Regions from separate parts of the Sus scrofa genome. Here region 1 is linked to region 2. A link is a contact called in public HiChIP or PLAC-seq data. All regions are on one chromosome and are shown on one strand. The core of a region is the stretch at or near the end of the contact, and the rest is flanking DNA. Distances in the headings are between cores, read along the strand shown.

Region 1 (3,535 bases), core at 508-3,007, 71 kb before region 2:
CATAGCAGTGACAGTGCCAGATCCTTAACCCACCACACCACCAGAGAACCCCGACACACACACATCTTTAATACAAGGGCTTCAATGCCTCGATTCAAAATAGTGACCAGAGGTGAGAAACAGGCCTTCTGCTCACCATCAAGTACGTGGTATCTTTTCAGTCAACCCAAGGGATGAATTGCGTTTAAATTGCATCCCTGTGGGACACAGGTGAGCTCTTAAAGCCCACTGCTTGTCAAATATCTGCCTCGGAGAAAGTTTCTTAAGGTTCGAAACTCATCAAGGCTGTCTTAGATGGGAGTCTCCTCTGTTCCCTGAACTTCTGCCTGGAACAGCTCAGCAGGTAGAGGCCGTGGGATCTCAGAGCCTTAGCGTAGGAGAGGGTCCTGAACCTCCCCTCCTCTCTTCCAAACTACAGCGTCCTCGCCAAGTGATGAGTAACCTCTTCTAAGCTAACCTCCACCTGGAATCGTCATTGAGCTGCTCACTTCCTTTATTTTCACATACGCCCTGCATTACCTGAAACAAATACATCTCTCATCCTTGAGCCCACAAGAATCTAAGAGCTCTCAGGTTTTACAAGGCTTCTTCAGGCTAACCTTCTGCCAACACTTAAATTCCCTTTCTGAAAGGGCCCCCAGTTGCTGCAGTGTCTCTGCCTTGCTCCCCCTGGCTCCCCCCCCCATCGTCTTTCTAAAGTTCATAGTCGTACCTCCTCGCCCCTAACAGCCAGCTTCACAAATACAGTGCATCCTGAGTGTGTATTCCGCATCTTCAGCATAAGTAGAATGTTTTTAGGAAATCAAACACGTAGCTTGTTTCCTTTGTAAAAATGACCAGAATAAAGAGCTCTCTACCTAATCAGTCCCCTGGCTCCCAAGGAATGTTAGAACCAAACTTGTGAAAAATGAACTAAAATGAGGGACCATCTGTAGGCTTTTGTGTTGAGGTCTTCTGTTGGCCGCCTGACCGCTCCACTCCATCGGGTGAGATAATCAAACGTATTGGCTCTTATTTCAATTTCCTTAGCTAGTATTTGGAAAATAAGCAGCTGAAGGAAAATGTAAATATCCTTATGTGTACTGCTCTTTTGGCTGCAAGTAATAGAAAACCTACCAGTTGCATAAACCCTAGGGTAGTGTTGGCTGCAGTTATCTAAAGCTGCATAAAAGATGTATGCTTTTGTTTTTGTTTTTTTCCACTCAAGGTTAGCATCTGTAATTCTTCCTCCACAGTTCTGCTTGGCATTTTCACATAACTGTTGAAGACTGAAAGTTCTGAAAACGTGGAGCCACCAGCCGACTTCCCTTTCCGTCTCATTAGTCGGGGTGGAGGCACAAGGCCAGCTGAGCTACGAGGGAAACAAGGAAGTGAGTTTCTGGCAACGGGAGGTGGGACGGTCGTGACCAGGCAAAGCGGCTGCTTCAGTGTCCCCGGAACGTTGAAAAATAAGAGTTTTATTTCCTTGTAAAAGTTAATAGATAATCATGAAGAAAGTTTGGAAAGAGGAAAAAAAAAAAAATTCCCCCAATGCGGCTGCTCAGCACCCTTTTAACACTTATAATCATATTGTACTGTGGGACTTTTTTTGACTTAACATGATTAGTTTAAAGCTCTATGGTTTTTGAAATCTATTATTTCGAAATAAAACATAAACCAAGGAGGTAGCATGGAGCAGCAGGAAGGGGGCTGGCTTTGGTGTAAAGAGACGGTGCTTGGAGCCCGGGTCCTGGCACGAATCCATCACTGTATTTCTGCTTCCTCAAAATCGAGAAATGTGTTTCCTGAGTTCCACCACTTCCAAGGCTTCGTGATCACAAGAGCCGTGTCTTTGAGACACGCAAGCCATGCTGTTCAGATACTGACTCAACACAGTGGGTCTAGACCGCAAAGACAAGCAGAAGAGTGAACTGGAAGTTACCACCGTGTGAAACTGGGTGCCTGATATGCAATAATGTAAGATACAACACAGAATGTGTACCCGTGCTTCGTTTTTCAACGGCAGCCAGAAATCTGGATTTTCATGTGAAATTATTAGCTTTTAAAACAGGGACACCTAATTTGAAAAGCAAAATACTCTAGAGGCCAGACAAAACACATCTGCTCAATGTCAGTCTGCAGCTCTGGCTAAACCAGCAGCCAGCTTGAGCAACACTGGAAAAGGGATGTATGGGGTGAGACGGGAGGTGGGAGTAGGAAAAGCTGCTTATAGGACCTTTTGGTCATGCAGCAGCTGGAATAGTACAAGCCGTCTAAAACATCAAATACTTATATTAATGGTGAATACATACAATCTAGGCTTTTTAGCATCTCTAGTTTTTTACACCGAGGCCATCATTACTTCCCCCTGCGGATTCTGAAACACCCTCGGGTGTGACCTGAGCTTTGACCTGCGCTCCTGAGTTAAGCACGTGCTCTATGGGAAACAACTGAATCGGATCCTGTGAGGTCCCGAAGTGTCTCATCGGAATGTGAAACATGCCAATTTTTTTCTCTTTCATGTGTGTTTCCCCCGATCGCTGATCGTTACGGTTCGAAATCAAGTCCTGTGTCTTTTGCCTCCATCGTTCAGTTTAAGGACAAAACGAAAATGAAAATCACGAGCGTCTTCGACGGGTGTTCCCTTGCGCTCGAATTGCCACCTCCAGCCGTTTGTTCTCTTCTCAGCCTAAATGTTGCCCCTTTCATGTCTCCCCTTCAGAGAGAGAACGACCCACGACACCAGGCGCTGCAGGTCTTCGCACTCTCAGCAGTTCTGACTCTCGCTGCCTGAAACCGGTACAGAAAGAGGATGTAACAACGTTGAACTTTTTATGTGATTTTTTTTTGCCTTTGACACAGTTATTAGAGGTTTTTTTTTTTTTTTTTTTAAAGCAACAGCGCCCTACGAGGACACCAGGTTTCTAAATGATTCATCTTCTCACAGACCTTGATATTCAATCCAGGTGTAGGAATAACAGGATAGCCCTTGGGTTCTATCCTCAGGGCTTGGAAAGGCTTCAGTGAAATTCTATAGCAAAAGGCCCCTGTGCTTACCCTGACTTTCTCTTTGTTCTACTCACTTTTTATCTCTGAAAAGCAAAGGGATTTCCTTGGGGGATTAAGCAGAGGAAACAGCCAAAGGTAGCTATCGTGTTTCATTTGAATTAGGAGATGCCAAAGAATCCTGAAGTCAACTCAACGGGAAGCCCTTTGCCCCAGTCTTGGAAGGGTCCCCGGGTCTCACCAGCACGAGCGTCACAAGTCCTCATCCCACCCAGACGTATCATCCTCTCTTCTCCCTCACCCGACCCCCACTCCGGGAATATCTTGGACAAACAGTAGTGGTTTCTCGAGCAAGGCAGAGAAATGTCTCATCGGAATGTGATACATGCCAATTTTTGTCTCTTTTCAAAAGTTTTTCCATGTAATATCTTGCTAACACAAAATCATTTTGCAATTACATATTTTTAAATGGATGGGTGCTGTTCTCACCCTGCGAGATTCTGGTTTTGAGTCACTGAAATGAACAGAGGTAGAAGAACAGACAGATGAC
Region 2 (3,664 bases), core at 391-2,890:
GTGAAAATGAATGAAATTCATATGAATCTCAGGATTTTAGTGTTAAGTGAAAAAGCAGGCTATAGAAAAATATATGCAGTATGATTCTATTTATATAAAGTTTAAGGGAATTCCCATCGTGGCACAGTGGAAATGAATCCGACTTGGAACCATGAGGTTGTGGGTTCAATCCCTGACCTTGCTCAGAGGGTTAAGGATCCGGCGTTGCTGTGAGCTGTGGTGTAGGTCGCAGATGCGGCTCAGATCCTGCGTTACTGTGGCTCTGGTGTAGGCTGGCAGCTACAGCTCCAAATAGACCCCTAGCCTGGGAACCTCCATATGCCATGGGTGCGGCTCTAAAAACAGAAGGAAAAAAAATTTTTTCAAATAAAGTTTAAAATTATCCAAAATGAAAAAATATCTAATCACTGATTTAAACATTTATAGTAAAATTAAAAAGAAAAGCAAGGGAATAACCAACTAGGGTAGCCACTGACTCTGAGGGTGGTTATTTCAGAATTCAGAGAGAAAAAAAAAAAAAAGAGAGAGAGAGAAAGAAAGAAATCACATGATCACTAATTATTTATTGAACATTATGAATACAAAGACGTAAACAAGGGCAGCTTAAGGAGTGGAACTTGGTATCAAATAAATGGTGCCAAAAGCAAGTGCCCTGGTGAACCTCAAAGGAGAAACTGTTGACTGAACACTTGGTGAGAAAGGCTTCCCATGGAGGAAACGGAGCCTGAGAGAGTTCCTTTTAAAAAGGTTTAGAAAACAAAGAGAGAGACAGAGATGAGGGTACGTGCAGCTCGGGGCATAGAGGCAGAACGCGGACACGATACTTGTGCACTGGGCAGCAGCAAGAGTGGTTGGCGAGGGTCAAATCGTGGGGGTGACGGAACGTGGGAAGGCCCAGAAACACTGGAGGCGCGAATGTGCTCTAAGAAGATTACTCTGACAGGGGCAAGCAGGGTGTCAAGAATAAAGCAGGGAGAACAGTGAGGACAACACTGCAACAGTCAGGGACTGTGGTAAGAAGGGCTGAGCTGATGGTAAGAGGAGTGGAATGATTTAAACAGCACTTATCAGGAGTTCCCCTGTGGCTCAGCTATAATGAATCCGACTAGGATCTATGAGGATGAGGGTTCGATCCCTGGCCTCGCTCAGTGGGTTAAGGATCCGGCGTTGCCTCAAGCTGGGGTGTAGGTTGCAGACGTGGCTCGAATCCTGCATTGCTGTGGCTGTGGTGTAGGCTGGCAGCTGTGGCTCCAGTTCAACCCCTAGCCTGGGAACCTCCATATGCTGTGAGTATAGCCCCCAAAAGCAAAACAAACAAACAGGTAGATAGATAGCACTTATCAAGTTTGATGAGTAGAGCTCTAGCTTTGGAAATATTAAGCGTTTCTTATATTTATCCAGCCAGTTGTGTACGAGGGAGAGATGTACACACCCAATAATTGCCACCCTGCAGTAAAAGAAGGAATCAGAACCATGCAGGACTATCTGCCCAGCCTGCCAGCACTTATGTTTCTGGCTGCTCCTTGAGCTGAACGCACAGCCACCTTCCTATCAGCTCTGAATCCAGAGTTGAGGCAAAGGTGAAACCTGAGGCCGACTCACTTTTCCTTTGAATCTTGAGCTAGATGGCCAGAGGCTTGTTATTCTCTTTTCTCTACTGCCACCTAGTGTAGACATGAAAGGGTTTCCCAATGAGAAAGAGAATCTGGTTTTGCCATCTGAAACGGCAGCTGCTCCAAAAGAATCTAAGTCACATGGAAATGGTCAGCATCTCTCATAGAGAAATCCTTGAGCTTCGATATCTTGCCGAATTGTGGCAGCTGCTGCCACGTGCGTTAAGATGAAGCAGGAAATTACTACTAAGTAAAAGCGTACGGTCTTCTCCATAATGAGCAGGTGCTGAGGTAGTGACACGTGCACTAAAGTTCTCTGCAGGCTGACCTCCGAGAATATGAATAGGACCTTCTAGCTCTCCATTTTGATTAAAGGAAAGAACCCTTCCATAACTACAGGGGCCTTGAAACAGAGGAGGCTGCCTTATGGGGAGCTGAGTTCTCCGTCACCCAGCAAGAGATTCATGCATTCAGGCAAGGGAGGGTGGGGGTACATGACCTCACAGATGCCACCCCGCTCTGAGGTTCTGGAGTGTCCATCACGTCGAGGCGTCCATGAGCTCAAACCCTGCTCCTAACAAATGCTGAAGGACAAGAACCATGCCCATCTTGCGCACTGCGGCATGCTCTAAAGCTAGTACAGGGTCCAACACGTATTATCTGCTAACAAGATGAAATTAAATTTTGATTCTAATGAGGCACTGCATCAAGATCGTTGAAGGTACAGAAGAGAACCAGAGTGAATGGGTTGAAATTCTCATACCGCCACTTTAAGATTTAACTCACATGCGCCTCAGTTTCTCATGGGATGAAAATGGTACTTATGTGACAGAGTTTTTAGGATGATTTAATGACAGTTTATGTAAGGCAATTAGAATAATGATGCATATGTTAGATTATTATTACTGCTATTATTATGATAATGTAATCTCTAAAGAACATTTCTAAGGCCCAAAACAATATAGACATATACCACTGCTAGAACTAAAACACAAAATTGGTAGAAGAGTGGTTATTTTTATCATAAATTATGTTTTCACCTTTATAGAAGGTTGAGATAAAAGCTCAATCTCAGAGTCCAAGACTCAAATGGATCGCTTATAGTTTTTAACCATGAACCATGCCCTGACTACTACAAATTATTATTGTTTATATAATAACTATTTGGTTATGTTAAAGGGAGTTTTCCTTCTTGCTGAATATTGTACAGAATTTCCCATGCAATTTACAGACTAAGGTAATCTCAAGTAGCCATTATAAAATTAGGAGCCATCAAAACAATTACTTTATTAACAAAAGCTTTTTAACTAACCATAACCCCTTCTTACAATATTCTGCAATTCTCCTGGAAGAGCTATTTTAATGCCTTTCCATCATCAAGATCTACCACTATCCCTTAGAATGGCTCTATGGCCTCCCACCAAAATATGCAGAACAGTAGGGCACTGCTGGGAGAAAAGTGACAGACACACACACTAAGTTAGCTCCTCCGGAAGGAAGGAAAGCTGGGTGTTGTCTGGGGGCTGGACTGTGCAGTGTAGCTTGTGACGGTCTGAAGAAGACAAAGTCCGCGTGAACAGGTGACGCTCCCATGCACAATCCAGGCAGGGTTAAGACACTTTGTTTGGAAAGTGGGCGTCTTTCCCACAAGAAAGAACCTGCTCTTAGGTGTTGATTAAGATGGAGTGCCCGGGCCAGGAGCCTTGCAAAGACTTGAGGTTAGATACGCAGAAAGGAGAGGGGTCGGTCTCACAAGGCCGAAAGGACTTGGTGCTTCTCGCCTTCTTCCCCGGGGCCTTCTTCTCTCATTTATTCTAAAAGCAATTGGGCGCTCACCCGTTCTGTCCATGTAGGAACTGGTGATTTATATTTGTACTCAGCTGGTTCCCAAGGTCTAAGACGCCAGAACCTTCCAACAAGCGGCGCCATTAAGGCTGGCAAACAAGTGGCTTTTGTAAAAGGCTGAACATTTTTACCCAGAAGACTGAGATTATGCAATGCAGATGAGCCTCATAGAAAACATAATAAAAGACAAATCATAGGAAGGCTAT

The links. HiChIP or PLAC-seq counts read pairs in DNA pulled down with a chosen protein or histone mark.
Region 1: a contact with region 2 is called in an H3K27ac HiChIP or PLAC-seq map of alveolar macrophages. The contact joins two enhancer-like sites. A contact is called at or near these places in 6 of 47 Hi-C or Micro-C datasets (alveolar macrophages, heart right ventricle, liver and 3 more) and 2 of 2 datasets of contacts at active chromatin or transcription factors (alveolar macrophages and skeletal muscle).

The regions. Positions count from the first base shown.
Region 1 is chr5:93,253,008-93,256,542 of Sscrofa11.1, reverse strand. It overlaps LOC110260801 (a long non-coding RNA gene), which reads left to right. Exons shown (of 2, transcript XR_002344271.1): 2 at 1,236-3,535. Among named protein-coding and RNA genes, the nearest start is that of DUSP6, 48 kb to the left of the region's middle. Within about 2 kb of position 1,757, at least 38 of the 83 cell types and tissues checked have an H3K27ac peak or open chromatin away from gene starts, as enhancers often do. A contact at or near this core is called in alveolar macrophages and liver, where this site is marked.
Region 2 is chr5:93,182,182-93,185,845 of Sscrofa11.1, reverse strand. All of the region lies in intron 9 of POC1B (POC1 centriolar protein homolog B), which reads right to left. Among named protein-coding and RNA genes, the nearest start is that of GALNT4, 51 kb to the right of the region's middle. Within about 2 kb of position 1,640, at least 18 of the 83 cell types and tissues checked have an H3K27ac peak or open chromatin away from gene starts, as enhancers often do. A contact at or near this core is called in alveolar macrophages and liver, where this site is marked.